Regions from separate parts of the Hordeum vulgare genome. Here region 1 is linked to region 2. A link is a contact called in public Hi-C data. All regions are on one chromosome and are shown on one strand. Each heading gives the region's core, a stretch centred on a gene start, on an enhancer-like site or on the middle of the called end of the contact. The rest is flanking DNA. Distances are from core to core; before and after follow the strand shown. Region 1 holds the start of LOC123443897 (polypyrimidine tract-binding protein homolog 1-like). Region 2 holds the start of LOC123439978 (probable galactinol--sucrose galactosyltransferase 1).

Region 1 (6,889 bases), core at 42-2,541, 220 kb before region 2:
CTCCATTTAGAAATTTTTAGTTGATTTAAATATGTTTAAAAAATTGTTCGGGCTTCCAAATTTGTTTACAATTTTTCAAGATTGTTCTCATTTTCGAAATTTCTTTTCAAGATTCAAAAAATGTTCATCCTTTAAAAATTTGTTCTCCATTTTTTAATTTTTTTTCAAAATAGTTCGCGCTTCCAAATTTCTTTGGGGGTTTTCAAAATTCCTCTCTGTTTTAATTTTTTTTCTCAGGATTGAAAAAATATTTGGAGTTTAAAAATTGTTCTCAATATTCAAAAAATATTTGGAGTTTAAAAAATGTTTGTGCTTCTAAAAAATTGTTTATTCTGCCAAATTTGTTTAAGGTTTTCAAAATTGTTCCCTGTTTTTCTTTCTCAAGAGTCAAAAAATGTACGTGCTTTAAAAAATTGTTTGCAGTTCCAAATTTTTTCAGGATTTTTCAAAATTGTTCCTGATTTGAAAATTTGTTCTCAATATTCATAAAGTTTTCTTGCTTTTATATTTGGTCTCTGATTTTTAAAATATTCATGGTTTCAAAAAATGATTGAGAAATTCAACATTTGTTCGTTTTGATAAAAAAAGAAAAAAGGAACACGGAAAGAAAAACGAGCCAAAAAAGGAAAAAAAGAAATAAACAAAAAAGAAAAAAAGAAAAAAAGGAAATTATCCAAATTTTTATAAAAAAAAAGTTAGGCCGGGCCAGTTGGACGGCCCCTGTGCGTTGGAGCGACCTCCTGCCGCAGCGAGCGGCAGGTAGGAGTTCCCGGCAAACAATGCTAAAAATGTTGACTTGGGCTGTGTGGAGAGGCGACGGGCGGACCCTAATTAACTCTTAAGCTTTGTTTGGTAGAAGTGGATTGAGGAGGTTTGGGGAGGAGGGGATTTGAGGGGATTTCGTGAATCCCTTCCTTTCACCCAATCCTCTCAAATCCTCGGGGTTTTGCTTCCACCAGTCTTTCGAGGAGGATCCTGAAACACATGAATAGAAAGGAATTGAAGGAGAATGGAGAAGATTCGACTAAGCAAACCCCTCTTACCAAATGGACGCCCGAAGTTTTATGGGGTTTCTGTCCCTTTCGACGATTTTCTTCTCGAAACATGTTGAATCCCTTCGTGCCAAACGAGGCCTTAAGGCTGTGCTGGCCCGGCGTTGTTCCGTGACGAGCCGAAGGCCGGCCTGACCTTTTATTCGCACGCCATGCCGGGCCTGTGTCGGTCCAATAATCCGTGGCGACGGCCCATTTGTCCGAAGTTTGCTCCATACTCTCTTCCGAGGATCCCCACACGAAACCCTAGGCAGGCTGCTCCGAAGCCTTTTGATTTGAGAATCCAAATCCAACTCGTCTTCCTCCGGTCCGGCCTTTCGCCTCTCCACATCGTCGACGAGAACCGCAACGGCCGCTCGCCGCCGTTAAGTACAGGCTCCTACTTTATGCGCCTTGGTTGCGTGCGTATCCACTGGCAGTTTCCTCCTAAGGGGATCTGTTTATCGCGATCAGTGCCGAGTTAAGATCGAGAGGTAGGAGGAGCTTTTGCGGGAGTGGGGATGGCTTCCGGCGGGAACCCGCAGTTCCGGTACACCCAGCCTCCATCGAAGGTGATACACGTGAGGAACCTGCCGTGGGAGTGCACGGACGAGGAGCTGACCGAGCTGGGGAGCCTCTTCGGCAAGGTCGTCAACACCAAGTGCAACGTCGGCGCCAACAGGAACCAGGCGTTCATCGAATTCGTGAGTATTAGTTCCAGATCCTTGATTGTATTCTCGTTCTAGTTTCGGCCTATGTGCGTCCCTCAGCCAGCCACCCACCCCTTCCTCCCAGATCGAGTTGTGGATGAGCGTATTTTAGCCTTGCTTTTTTTTTTTTTTGGTAAAGGGGCGTCCTGTTCGTGTATTTAGTCAGTGAGTTGCTGTGGCCAAAGCTGCCTGGCGCCACCCAGTTCACCATTCATAAACAGTTAAGGCCTTTAGAGCCATAAGATATCTTGGCACATGAACCAACCTTAGTTGTTGTCATGTTCTTTACAAAAACGAGCGCAATCTTGATGGAAATTGTGTCTGGAGTTTGTCTCAAGGAATTATAACCCATTATGCGGAAAAATACAAGTCCAGACTGTAATATGAGTATGCTCAGATACCAAACAGAAGATAAGTTTTACACGCTGTCTTTGCAGGCTGACCAAAATCAGGCAATTGCTATGATATCATATTATGCATCATCAGCCGAGCCAGCACAGGTAAGAGGCAAAAATGTGTACCTTCAGTACTCCAATAGACAGGAGATTGTCAACAGCAAGAATACCGGGGATGCTGCAGGCAATGTTTTGCTAGTGACAATGGAGGGTGTTCTGCCAGATGCTGTGAGCATAGATGTTTTGCACCTGGTAAGGAAGTTAAAGAGTTGTAACATTATTTCTGTTGTTTACTTAGTCTGATGTTGTCTGCAGGATTAATTTGATTTGCCAGGACTGCCTTAGTAACTTGTAGCCCATTTTTTACATGGTCCAAATGGATTAGCAGGCCGTTGTCACGGAGTATCATGACTGGCAACCGCATCAGGAACAACTGTGTGTGTTTGTTTCCTCTCCCTTACTCATCGCTGCCCTACCCCCTTCCCTTCCCTCAAACTATATCCTCCACTAGGATGTTAACATCCACTCCCTCCCTCTCTTCCTCCCACCCTCCCCCTTCCTCCCTCCCTCCTCATGTTTGTTGACTACGTAATACCTAGTGCCAAAAAGTTGGTTTACATGTTGTCTCAATGAGGATTGCATGAAATGCTTTTTGAATTTAATGTTTCCGAAGTACTTGACACGATGTGTACAGGAACAAATAAAGATGTGTGGATAGCATTGTTTAGAACTATCTCCAGAAAGCCATCAGGACAAGATGAAGCTGTTACCATAAGGATAACACAAGATGAAGATGCTAGAATTGTGGTTCCCTGTTATATCACAAATAGGCTTGAGGCAATAATTTGTTTCTTTTTGCCAAAACAACTAAACATGCATACATTATTCATGCCCTAAAAGAATATCGGCAAATAATATTTTGCATCACACATAAATGATGTTACGGAGCAATCCTATAACAGTTATCTTGTTGGAGCCTTGAACAGTTAGCCTATACTTATACATAACTATAGATCAGTAAATTTTAAAATCTACAGCAATTGATCAGTAAAGGCGTAAAGCCTCAACATGCAGTGTATCCTTTGTTATACACTTTGTGCTTGTTTGGCTTTAGGAAATGCTTCTATCACTTTCTATGCCCTCAAGTCCCAAGTGCTGACAAACCTGTGCTCAATTCTGTTCAATTGAGGTTGCACTTTTTTAACAGTTTACCACTTGCCGATGCGAAGACATGCCTAAAAGTTGTTTTTTTAGTGTTGGAACCTTGGCTAGCTGAACTCGTAGTTCCTTTTTTTAGCGACGGCACTGGAATATCAATGCTATGTAGATTTGTTGCTTGCTGAATTCCTTCCTTTTCTTCGCCATCTGTTATAAACGCTAGCAAATGGGAAGTTTTGACTCGGTAATAACATAATTAGAACTTCTATGGTTATAATTGTGTCAGGATAAACATAGTATAATTATTTCATCTTTTTGTATTTTTAGCGGTTTAGAAGACTCCATTTGAAAAAATGATTTGCTAGTAAAACCACAAAACTTGTCTCCAAACTCTTACCCGTGAGTGTCATGGTTAGTGAGGAATTTACTTTGTATGCTTCTCTGCTTTTCTTCATGCTTTATATTAAAGTCTTTGTGGTGCTCTGCATTCAGATATTAGTTGGCCTTTGTAGCTTATTTTCCTGATTTAAGCTTGCTTGTCTTTCCAATTATCTAAATGCATGCATTTGGTTTTACTACATTATTTTACTTGTCATATTGACAGCCTATCTTTATTTACCCAGGTATTTTCTGCTTTTGGATATGTTCACAAGATTGCTACCTTTGAGAAGGCATCTGGTTACCAGGTAACGGTTTAACTTGTAATTTAGTAACAGTTCTCATCTGATCATCCCTTGAACTCTCGCATGGTGGCTTCTCTTTATAAGAACAAGCAGCATGATTTCCTTATCTTTGTCCTGGTAGATTTTATACGAATATGTTCTTTTTTCTGTCTTCTAGGCATTGATACAATTCTCTGATGCTGAGACTGCATCATCTGCAAAAGCTGCTCTGGATGGCAGATGCATTCCTAGGTATTGTTCTCAGGCTATATATATATATATATATATTTCTATTGTACTATTTTTCAAGACTGATGGATAACTATTTATGCTTCTGCTGCAGCTACTTGCTTCCAGAACTTGATGGGTCCTGCACTTTAAGAATAAATTATTCAGCACACTCTGTTCTAAATGTCAAGTTTCAGAGTCACAGGAGTAGGTAAGAATTGCCGTCTTGCTGCTTGATGAATGTTCATCACATTCACCTATTTCCTCTCATTTTGGCGTTCAAAAGATCCTTTACTTATTGGTTTCTTTTTCCTCTTTAGGGACTATACAAACCCATACCTTCCCCTTGCACCTTCTGCTATTGAGGGATCTGGAGTGGTAATACTTCTAACCTCCGTGCATATATGATTAGATATTGTTCTTATGCTAACATAGTTGTGGGTTAGGCCCAGGATGGGAAAAAGGAGGAGGCAGAGAGCAATGTTCTGCTTGCGTCAGTTGAGAATATGCAGTATATTGTTACAATAGATGCTCTTCATGAGGTAATGTATTAAATACCGTGAAACCATCATATGTAAAACACTTGGCACCAACCAGTTGTTCCTGTAATTGGCAGGTCTTTTCTGCTTTTGGGTTTGTACAAAAGATTGCTATTTTTGAGAAGAACTCTGGCTTCCACGCACTAATCCAGTATCCAGGTAAAAAGATCAATTTACAAGCACACAAGACTCAAAAGTTTTGGCGTGCAGCATGTCTCTCAAACTTTTACGCCTTTCTTGCAGATATTCAAACTGCAGTTAAAGCAAAGGAAGCATTAGAAGGACACAGCATCTATGAAGGTGGATATTGCAAGCTTCACCTCGCGTTTTCACGCCATACCGATCTTAATGTTAGGGTAATTCACCACTCCCTCATTATGTTCAAATTTGGTACTCCCTCCGTTCCTAAATACTCCCTCCGTCCGGAAATACTTGTCATAGGAATGGATGTATCTAGATGTATTTTAGTTCTAGATACATCCATTTTTATCAATTTGTGCGACAAGTAATTCCGGACGGAGGGATTATATGTCTTTTTAGATATTTCACTAGGAGGCTATATACGGAGCAAAATGATTAAATCTACACTATAAAGTATGTCTATATACATTCGTATGTAGTCTTTTAATGAAACCTCTAAAAAGACATATATTTAGGAAAGGAGGGAGTATAACACATGTATCATCGTGCTGGGAGATAAAAAATTTGATGCACCAGGCAGAACTAATTGTGGCTGATATGTACTAATATCAGATATTAAATCCTTGGTGATGTTTTTATCTTGTTTCAGATCAATAATGAGCGAGGCCGAGATTACACTGGGGGGAACAGTGCTCCAGCTAACCATGAACCTTCCATTCTTGGTCCTCAGCCAATGCTTGCTGTTGGCTCTACAGCACCACCATGCGCCAGCCAGGGAGTCCCACAAGGCTATGGAGCCCCAGGGTTCCAGCAAGGCTCAAATCAAGCTCAAATGGCACAGCATTCAGTCCAAGGAAATCAACAGATGCCCAATCATCAAGCGATGTCATTCCCTGGCCATGGAAGGCAGCAGCTACCTCCAGGTCCTCAAATGATGCAAGGTCCAGGTTACAGAGGCCCGCCATTTCCTCAAGGTCATATGCAATCAATGCCGCAGTTTCCGGTATATGGCAACCAGCAGTTTCCTCCTGGTGCCGGGCCGCAGATGATGGCCTTCCAGGGGCAGGGAGGTCAGTATCCTCGATTTGGTAGGCCGCTTCATCCGTTTAATCGCTAGCTAGCTTATGTGTATGTAAGAAACGCATGTGCGAGTACTTGCCGGCGACCATTTTATTGTGGCTCCTGACTTCGTAGTTGTGTGCTCAGTTTTGGTGCACACTAGATGACGCCCAACGCGTTGTTGCAGAAATTTGTTGTGAATTTTTGAAGTAACATCCACATATCAAATAAGACAACAATTCAAATAAATACTATGACATATTTGATATATGTAGATAATGATTTAATTATATTATTACTACACTTCATATTGCTAGTGTAGAGCATAAACTCTAACTTCTGATTCTTCTCATGTAAGTGACTTCACTTAACCAATAGATTACTGATGTATGTATATCATTTGGACTGCATGGAGATGAATCATTGTGGTAGCAGAAAAATAGTGACAATTTGTCTTGGAAACATATGTGGAAAATCATTGGATTTAAGAAATCACCTATACGCTATACTCTCGTTCCTCTTCCATAGAAACCTGGATGATATGGGTAGAATCAACAGACACCTCAAGAAAAAGGCTGCGGCCTAGCACGGAGAGCACACACGACTTTTGGACAACACGGGCGGCACCAGCTTGAAATGGGTGTGAAATATCAATGTTGTTGACGATGGTAGATCACAATAATGAGCCCAGTTGCTCTACATAATTTCATACGGAGAAGTTATCAACGTTCATAAAATCACAAGGGGTCATTGTTGTTTGTAGTAACCCAGCGACGTGCAATGGAAAATAGAATAAATAAGAACTCTTGGTACACTTGTGTGGTTCATATGTGATTCCAAGCAGAATGAAAAAAATTCCCACGGATATCAAACTTCTGTTTACACGATATAACAATTATGAATAATTATTAAAGATCAATGTCAAACAAACAACTATATGAATTTGGATTTTGCCATGCGGTATGT
Region 2 (7,260 bases), core at 4,270-6,769:
TAATATCGATTGAGACATAACAAAGTCTCACTCAAGTGAGACTTAGCAAAACGGAATATAAAAATGTTCTTAACATCCTTTTATTTGATATAGACTCCGTTATGCGCTAATTTTTTTTAATATTGCATTTTTTTATTCTTTTTGAAAAATAATGCACCGAATTCAAAATTTCCAAAACTATACCTGCCTCGGCCACCCTCTAGCCGACTAGAGGCTGTCGGCTTTGCTGTGGCCGACAGGTGGCTGTCGGCTTTGGTGCGGCCGACAGGAGGCTCTCGGCTGCGTGGGAGCTGACTAGTGGCCAGGCCACTGCCACTCGGCCTTGGGGAAGCCGATAGGGCAATCGGCCTAGCCGTGGCCGACTAGTGGCCACGAGCCAGCCCCAGCCCGACCCTTCCCCCCTCTCCTTGTTCCTCCTTCCTTCTCCTTTCTCTATTTCTTATCTCCTTCCTTCTCCCATTCTACTTATCTCCTTTCTCTATTTCTTCTCCTTCTTTCTCCCCCCACACAAAAAATCTTCCATTTCCACATTTTGAACCGTACATTTGTTGTGTAAGGAGGAGGGCATCCAAACTATCCGTCTCACTCGCGATGATATTTTATGTAAGAAGCTTATGTGTATTGTATGTATCGAGTACTTTTATTTTGAACATTAGCTATTTAGTTCCCTCCTCCGTTGCCGCAAATAGTTTCACATCTCCATTCCCGCCTAATTTTTTGCACCACCTTTCCCGCCAAATTTTGCCGCCTCATTTCCCTCCTCGTTTTCCCGCCAACTTTTTACCCTCTTATTTCTCGCCAAATCTTTCCCGCCTCATTTCCCTCCTCGTTTTCCCGCCATCTTCCTGGTCACCTAAGTCTATAAAAGGAGGCATTGGACTGCCTTCCTCCATCATCCAGCCTCACTTGAAAACACTAGCATTGCCTTCCTCCATCATCCAGTCAACATGAGTTTGCCTTGCTCGGATCAGAGCATCAGGCCTAAGAAAATGCAGAGTGCGAGTTTGCCTCGGGGTGTGGAAGCAGTTCGATGTTGGTGCGGTGATCTCTGCAAGGTGAAGGAGGTGACGGATTTTTCAGATTGGTTGGGCATGAAGTTTTTCATGTGCGCCAATTATGAATCTGATCCGCCCGAATCTATTTCTGCGTACCTCAGGCCTCCGGTATGCTCAACTTATCCAGAGTAAATATGTTATTGATATTATTGTTTACTTGATATTTATATATATTTTTTGTAGTCTCCTCCTCTCTGCATGTACTATCATTGGATTGACACGGAAATGCCGGACTGGGCGGTGACCGAGATTCGTGAAAGAGGTCGTCGTGCTTGGGCTAGCTTGGACTTGGAAGAGCATCGCACGAAGGCTGAAGCAGAGGAGAAAGCAGAGAAGAAGAAAGAGTGGGAAGATTACTGTGTGGAGCAGAGGGCTTTTATTGATGAGATGAAAAGGAAGAACCAAGAAGAGAAACTTCGGTTGGAGGAGGTTTACAGACAGCGGGAACAGGCCCGTGAAGCTGAGAGGGAGAGAAAGAGAGAAAGGGCTCGTGCGGCCAAAGCAGCAGAAGAAGTCGGTGATGGAAAAGGCAAATATCCACGCTGGACTCAGTAGATTTATTTTAATTTCAGCAAGTTGTATCTTAATTTCAGCAAGTTGTATCTTAGTTTCAGCAAGTTGTGTCAGCACATTGTATCTTAATTTCAGCTAGTTGTATTTTAATTTCTGCAAGGTGTATCTTAGTTTGTCTGTAATCTCAAGTTATTGGTAGTATATGTGTTATCCACGAAGAACCAACTGAGCATTTTTGTTCCCGCCTTGCTTTCCCGTCATTTTGTTCCTGCCTTGCTTTCCCGCCATTTTGTTCCCGCCTCGCTTTCCTGTCATTTATTTCCCGCTCTTCGGCACCTATAAAACCCTCTCCACGGCAAGGTTGGTAAGGAATGTGCTCAAAATGCCTCATTATCCTTTCGATCGTAGTTTTCACAGTGGTATGTCCGAGTGTCTTCTACGCTTGGCTAGCAATTTCAAGATAGACAATAGAATAGTTTCATGGGACGAACTCATCAGTAGTGACACGCTACTGAATGAGATTGCTCATGCATTAGCTAGGAAGGGGTGGCCTGCAAGGACATATGAGGAGATTCGGAAGGAACTTCTGCGGTTGAATGAAAGATGGAAGAAGAAAGGCCAGCACATACGCGGTGGAGGTGGAGTAAAACATCCCTTTTTATGGATTGACGATAGCGAGGACGAAGACGATATCTTCATGCCGAGTAGCAAGGATAAGAGGACAGCATCAACGAGTGCCAAGAGTACCGCTTCGTCGAAGGGCCAGAGCTCTGCATCATCGAAGGAGGACGACGACTTTATGTAGTTTTTGTATGAACTCTGCATCTTAATGTATCTTATTTTATGTATCTTATTTTATGTATCTCCGAAATCTTACTTTGTTTGTTATCTCAAGTTATTGGTAGTATATGTGTTATCCACGATGAACCAACTGAGCATAGAAATAGATATGAATATGTCTCATAGATAAAATACACATAAGTCTCATAGATAACATACACATAAGTCTCATAGATAAAATACACATAAGTCTCATACATAAAATACACATAAGTTTCTTACATAAAATAGACATAAGTCTGAAGTGATACATAGCAGGGCAAAGAGTTTGCTTCACTCACGACGTCTCGGTTGGCGCTCTGGAGGTGTGGGGGTGTACTCCATCCCCACCTGTGGGGGGGCTAATGCTACGAGGAGGAATCTCGAATCCACCCTGGCCATACTGTGTATCCTGTGTGGGCCACGGTGGAGGAGTCGAAAACATGTCCAACCACATGTTTTGCTGCGATGGTGGCACCTAAAACTAGTTAAACAACTAAATTTATACTAATCTACCGGAGCACCTTAAACTAGTTAAACAACTAAATTTATACTAATCTACCGGAGCACCTAAAACTATTTAAACAACAAAAATATTTTACCCTTGAAGCGTGCGGAGAAACGATGAACAACGAATGACTCTTGACGAACACCGAGATTAATCCCACACCACCACCTCCAACTCCACCAAAACAACCAACTTCACCCACACCACCACCACCACCACTACAACCTCCACCTCAACCTCCACCACCACCACCAAAAATAGCTTCAAAACAAGCACCACAAACTACCCCATCGCGAGTGAGACGGATAGTTCGGATGTCCTCCTCCTTACACAACAAATGTACGGTTCAAAACGTGAAAATGAAAGATTTTTTGTGTGGGGGGAGAAGGTAGGAGGAGAAAGAGAGAAAGGAGATAAGGTAGAATGGGAGAAGAGAGAAGGAAGAAAGAGGAAGGAGGAAGAAAGGAGGAAGGAGGAAGAGAGGGGGAAGGGGCTGCCTCGGCTGGCTAGTGGCCACTAGTCGGCCTCCCCCAAGCCGATAGCCTTATCGGCTACGCCAGGGCCGACAGGCAGAGCCGACAGGGCAATCGACGTGGCCTGGCCACTAGTCGGCCGCCACGTGGCCGAGAGCCACTAATCGGTCGGGCCTAGGCCGACTGGCCTCCTGTCGGCCACGCCGACGCCGACAGCCTCCCGTCGGTCACGCCAGGGCCGAGCCAGGCCTATTTTTAAAAATATTCAAATCGATGCATTATTTTTCAAAAAGAATAAAAAATACAATATTAAAGAAAATTAGCCCGTTATAAAGTAAACTACGCAGACCATATTGCGGCGAACTACTATACAATACCGGTCGTCCGGTCCCTATAACATACAGATCGTGCGAGAATGGAACGAGATGAACCATCGTCACAAATCAGACAGCGTTCTTGATGGCGGAGCTGTAGCCGACGTGGTCATCGTAGAACTTTGACCACAGCATCACCCCTCCGTACTTGCCGGAGCCCTTGAGCGCCGGGAGCACCTGCGACTCCATGCTCCCCGCCGGTATGAACCCGCTCCCCGCCGCTGCCGGCGCCGCGGGTAATCCGAGGAAGATGTACTCGGCGTGGACCCCGGACGTCCACTGCTTCCATGAGTCCATCAGGTTGGCCGTGTTCCCCTGCACGTACTGGCACGGCGGGTTATTATAGAACTGCACCCACACGTAGTCGAAGAGGCCGGTGTCGAGCGCTTTGCCCACCCACTGGTCCGGGAACGGGCACTGCGGCGCCGCCGACAGGTACACCTCCTTGTTGCCCCCCTTGCCGCCGTAGGACTTGAGGTGCGCCGCGAGCGCGCCGGTAGTAGTCCGGGTTCCCTCCCTCGATGTCGAAGTCGACGCCGTCGAGCACCGCGTCGCCGAGAGGCCTCTTGGACGAGCTCCCGCCGAGGAAGCTGTTCCAGATGTACTGCGCGAGGTCGGCGGCGTCCTGCTCGGAGTTGAGCGTGTACCCTCCGGCGCCCCCGCCGATGGAGAGCCAGGGCCGGCCCTCGCGTATGGCCGGCGGAGCGACGGCCTAGCGCCCACGACAGGAGGGGGGCCATAATATTGTATGTATGTACTTCCTTCATAAACTAATATAAAAGCATTTAGAACATTATTTTAGTAATCTAAACACTCTTATCTTTACATTTATATATATATATAAAGAGGTTATTGCTTCCGTCGGAAAACTCACCGCTGCCGTTTTTTAAAAAGCCCCTGTCTTTTAGGTAATTAAACCCGCAGTACCTTTTTATGTGTTACGAACCGGAAAACGTTTCATTTTTGCAGAGAGCCCCCTATGGCATTGGATAAGAGAAACGCATCTAGGCTGACAGAAAACGCACGAGAGGGCTATCGCTTCTGCCCTCATAATCCCACATCGATACTTCACAGATAATTTCATCACTTTATATACATGCGTCTTGGTGATTTTACAAGAGGCAAGGGAAATCAACAGAGGAACAAATTCGAGAAGAAGAAATTGGGATGACGCGAACAGAAGTGGAGCCGCGAGACAGAGGGGGCTCGGGGCGAAGGAAAGGGACAGGCGCTGGCGATGCATACGTGGAGGTGGGGGCGTCGGGGTTAGAGGATTCAGGCAACTGGCGGGGTACGTCTTGCCGGAGACTGGCCCCGTAGGCCGACCTCGCAACAGCACACCATGGGAGGTGGTCGCGAGGTGCAGAGGTGGGAGGCGGTGGAGGAGCAGAGGAGGAGGCGAGTGCGGGCGTTATTGGAAGGGGGGAGTGCGGTGGAGGAGGTGGGTAAGGCTGGGCCTTGACACGTCTAATGGGTTGTGCACTACTACTCTATCTTTTTTCTTTAATTTCTTTCTCTAAATTTTTTAATTAAAAATGTGTGGTGTTATTTTTTCCTGTTGCAATGCATGGGTCTTTTTGTTAGTTTATCAAAAACCCGTCAGGCCTCGAGCCAGACCTTCTCCTTAAAGTGCAAAAACGACAGGTCCAAACCTGGCCTGGCCCGGTCCGGCCGTCGGGCTCAAAATCTACGCCGAGGCCCGACCCGTGGCCATGATCGGGTCAGGCTCAAAATAAAAGGTGTCTTAAAAAAACACGATGCGGAAGGCAACGCAAACCTTTCAATCTCTACTGCCGGGGGGTCGAACCGAAAAAGATCCCCACCCCGACGGCTATAAAACGAGGGAGAGCGCACTCGGCTGTCCCAACACCACAACCGCGCGCCGCGCCACACCCACAGATCCCACCGTCGTAAATCTTCCTACGTGCTTTGATTGGAGGACTGCGGTGCGGGGGGAGGAAGATGACAGTGGGAGCCGGGATCGCGGTCCAGGAGGACGGCAGCCTGGCGGCGCTGGGGGCCACGGTCCTGACGGAGGTGCGCGACAATGTGCTCGTCACGCCGGCCGCCGGGGGCGGCATGCTCAACGGCGCGTTCCTCGGCGTCCGGTCGGCCCCCGCCGGCAGCCGGAGCGTCTTCCCCGTCGGGAAGCTCAGGTGAGCTGCGCTGACTGTTGGTCTTCTCCGTTGCTCCTGCGATTCCTGAGCTCTCTTCAGCTGTTTTGTCCGGGTGGTCCTCTCCTCTGTCATCTGTTTCACAATTATTTGAAGCGTGTCTTATTTGATGTCTGTCATGTGCGACGATCTAGATTCAGAGAAACTATTCAGTTTGCAATCTTGTCTTCTCTTGACTCTTGGTAAACAGGAGTAGTAGTAACTCCTGAAACGTAAAACTTCAGGTGTGCGGTAAAAGTCTCCGCGCTCTTTTAAAAAAGACAAGGAAAATTCTTCAACATTTTGCTTTGTTAATAAAAGGAAATCGTCAACTCAATACCAACATTCTGGATCCCTTCTCTTCCTGTTTGTTCTTGACATTATAGTTCTTCCCCTAAAAAAGGTAAACAACCATGGACACTTGGCTGGCAAAAAATGAATTCTTAGTACTTATTACTCCCTCCGTTCCTAAATATAAGTCTTTTTAAAAATTTCACTAGAAGACTACGTACGGATGTATATAGACATACTTTAGAATGTAGATTCACTTATTTTCCTCTGTATCTAGTCCGCTAGTAAAATATCTAAAAAGACTTATATTTAAGAACGAAGGGAGTACAATATAGTTAAAATATATCTTGAAATAGGAGGGAGCTCCTGCGATTCATAAAGAATAAAGAATTGGCTGAACTGGTGTGGCATGCTGGTTTTTCAAGGACCTGCGATTCATGTGCAGGTTCAGGTTCAAGATGTGGTGGATGACACAGAGGATGGGCTCATCGGGCCGCGACATCCCCGTTGAGACGCAGTTCTTGATCGTCGAGGCACCATCTTGATCGTCGAGGCCGCCGATGGTGCCGGAGACGAGCAATCTGCTGTGTACACCGTCTTCCTCCCGATCCTGGAGGGCTCATTCCGAGCCGTACTCCAGGGGAACGAAAATGATGAGCTGGAAATTTGCTTGGAGAGTGGTAATTCAGACAATCATGGAAACTTCTCTCCATTGACTTGAGCACAGTTGTTTCATGATGTGTAACATTACTCTTGTTTTTCTTTTATTTGCAGGTGATCCAGCTGTAGAATCATTTGAAGGCACCCATCTAGTATTAGTTTATAGAGGGAGTACATTGTAGCGTATTAAAAAATATATATATATAATACAAAAAAAGAAGAAATCAGATGGTTAGACCCGGCTGCGATCAATTACCCAGTTTACGCACACGTCGTAAAACCCGTTCGTGGCTTCGTCTTCCGGTCGCCTCGACAGCTCGACGGCTCGTCTCGAGTGCCATCGTCAAACGAATCGCCGGCTTCAGTACTGCAGCGTCTCGACCGGCTTGTTGCCACTGCGCGCGTCGGCCGACC

What was found. A called contact is a pair of places that touch in the nucleus more often than the background predicts.
Region 1: a contact with region 2 is called in a Hi-C map of seedling, with 4 times the contacts expected there. The contact joins the promoter of LOC123443897 here to the promoter of LOC123439978 in region 2. A contact is called at or near these places in 2 of 6 Hi-C or Micro-C datasets (leaf and seedling) and 1 of 1 datasets of contacts at active chromatin or transcription factors (embryo).

What each region holds. Positions count from the first base shown.
Region 1 is chr3H:373,792,835-373,799,723 of MorexV3_pseudomolecules_assembly, reverse strand. It overlaps LOC123443897 (polypyrimidine tract-binding protein homolog 1-like), which reads left to right and starts at 1,291. Exons shown (of 10, transcript XM_045120446.1): 1 at 1,291-1,735; 2 at 2,179-2,388; 3 at 3,918-3,980; 4 at 4,135-4,208; 5 at 4,300-4,395; 6 at 4,505-4,562; 7 at 4,631-4,726; 8 at 4,801-4,882; 9 at 4,967-5,079; 10 at 5,514-6,172. The coding sequence starts at 1,553. The coding sequence ends at 5,981.
Region 2 is chr3H:373,573,636-373,580,895 of MorexV3_pseudomolecules_assembly, reverse strand. It overlaps LOC123439978 (probable galactinol--sucrose galactosyltransferase 1), which reads left to right and starts at 5,519. Exons shown (of 3, transcript XM_045116578.1): 1 at 5,519-5,898; 2 at 6,632-6,866; 3 at 6,961-7,260. The coding sequence starts at 5,705. The coding sequence ends at 6,731. It also overlaps the pseudogene LOC123439977.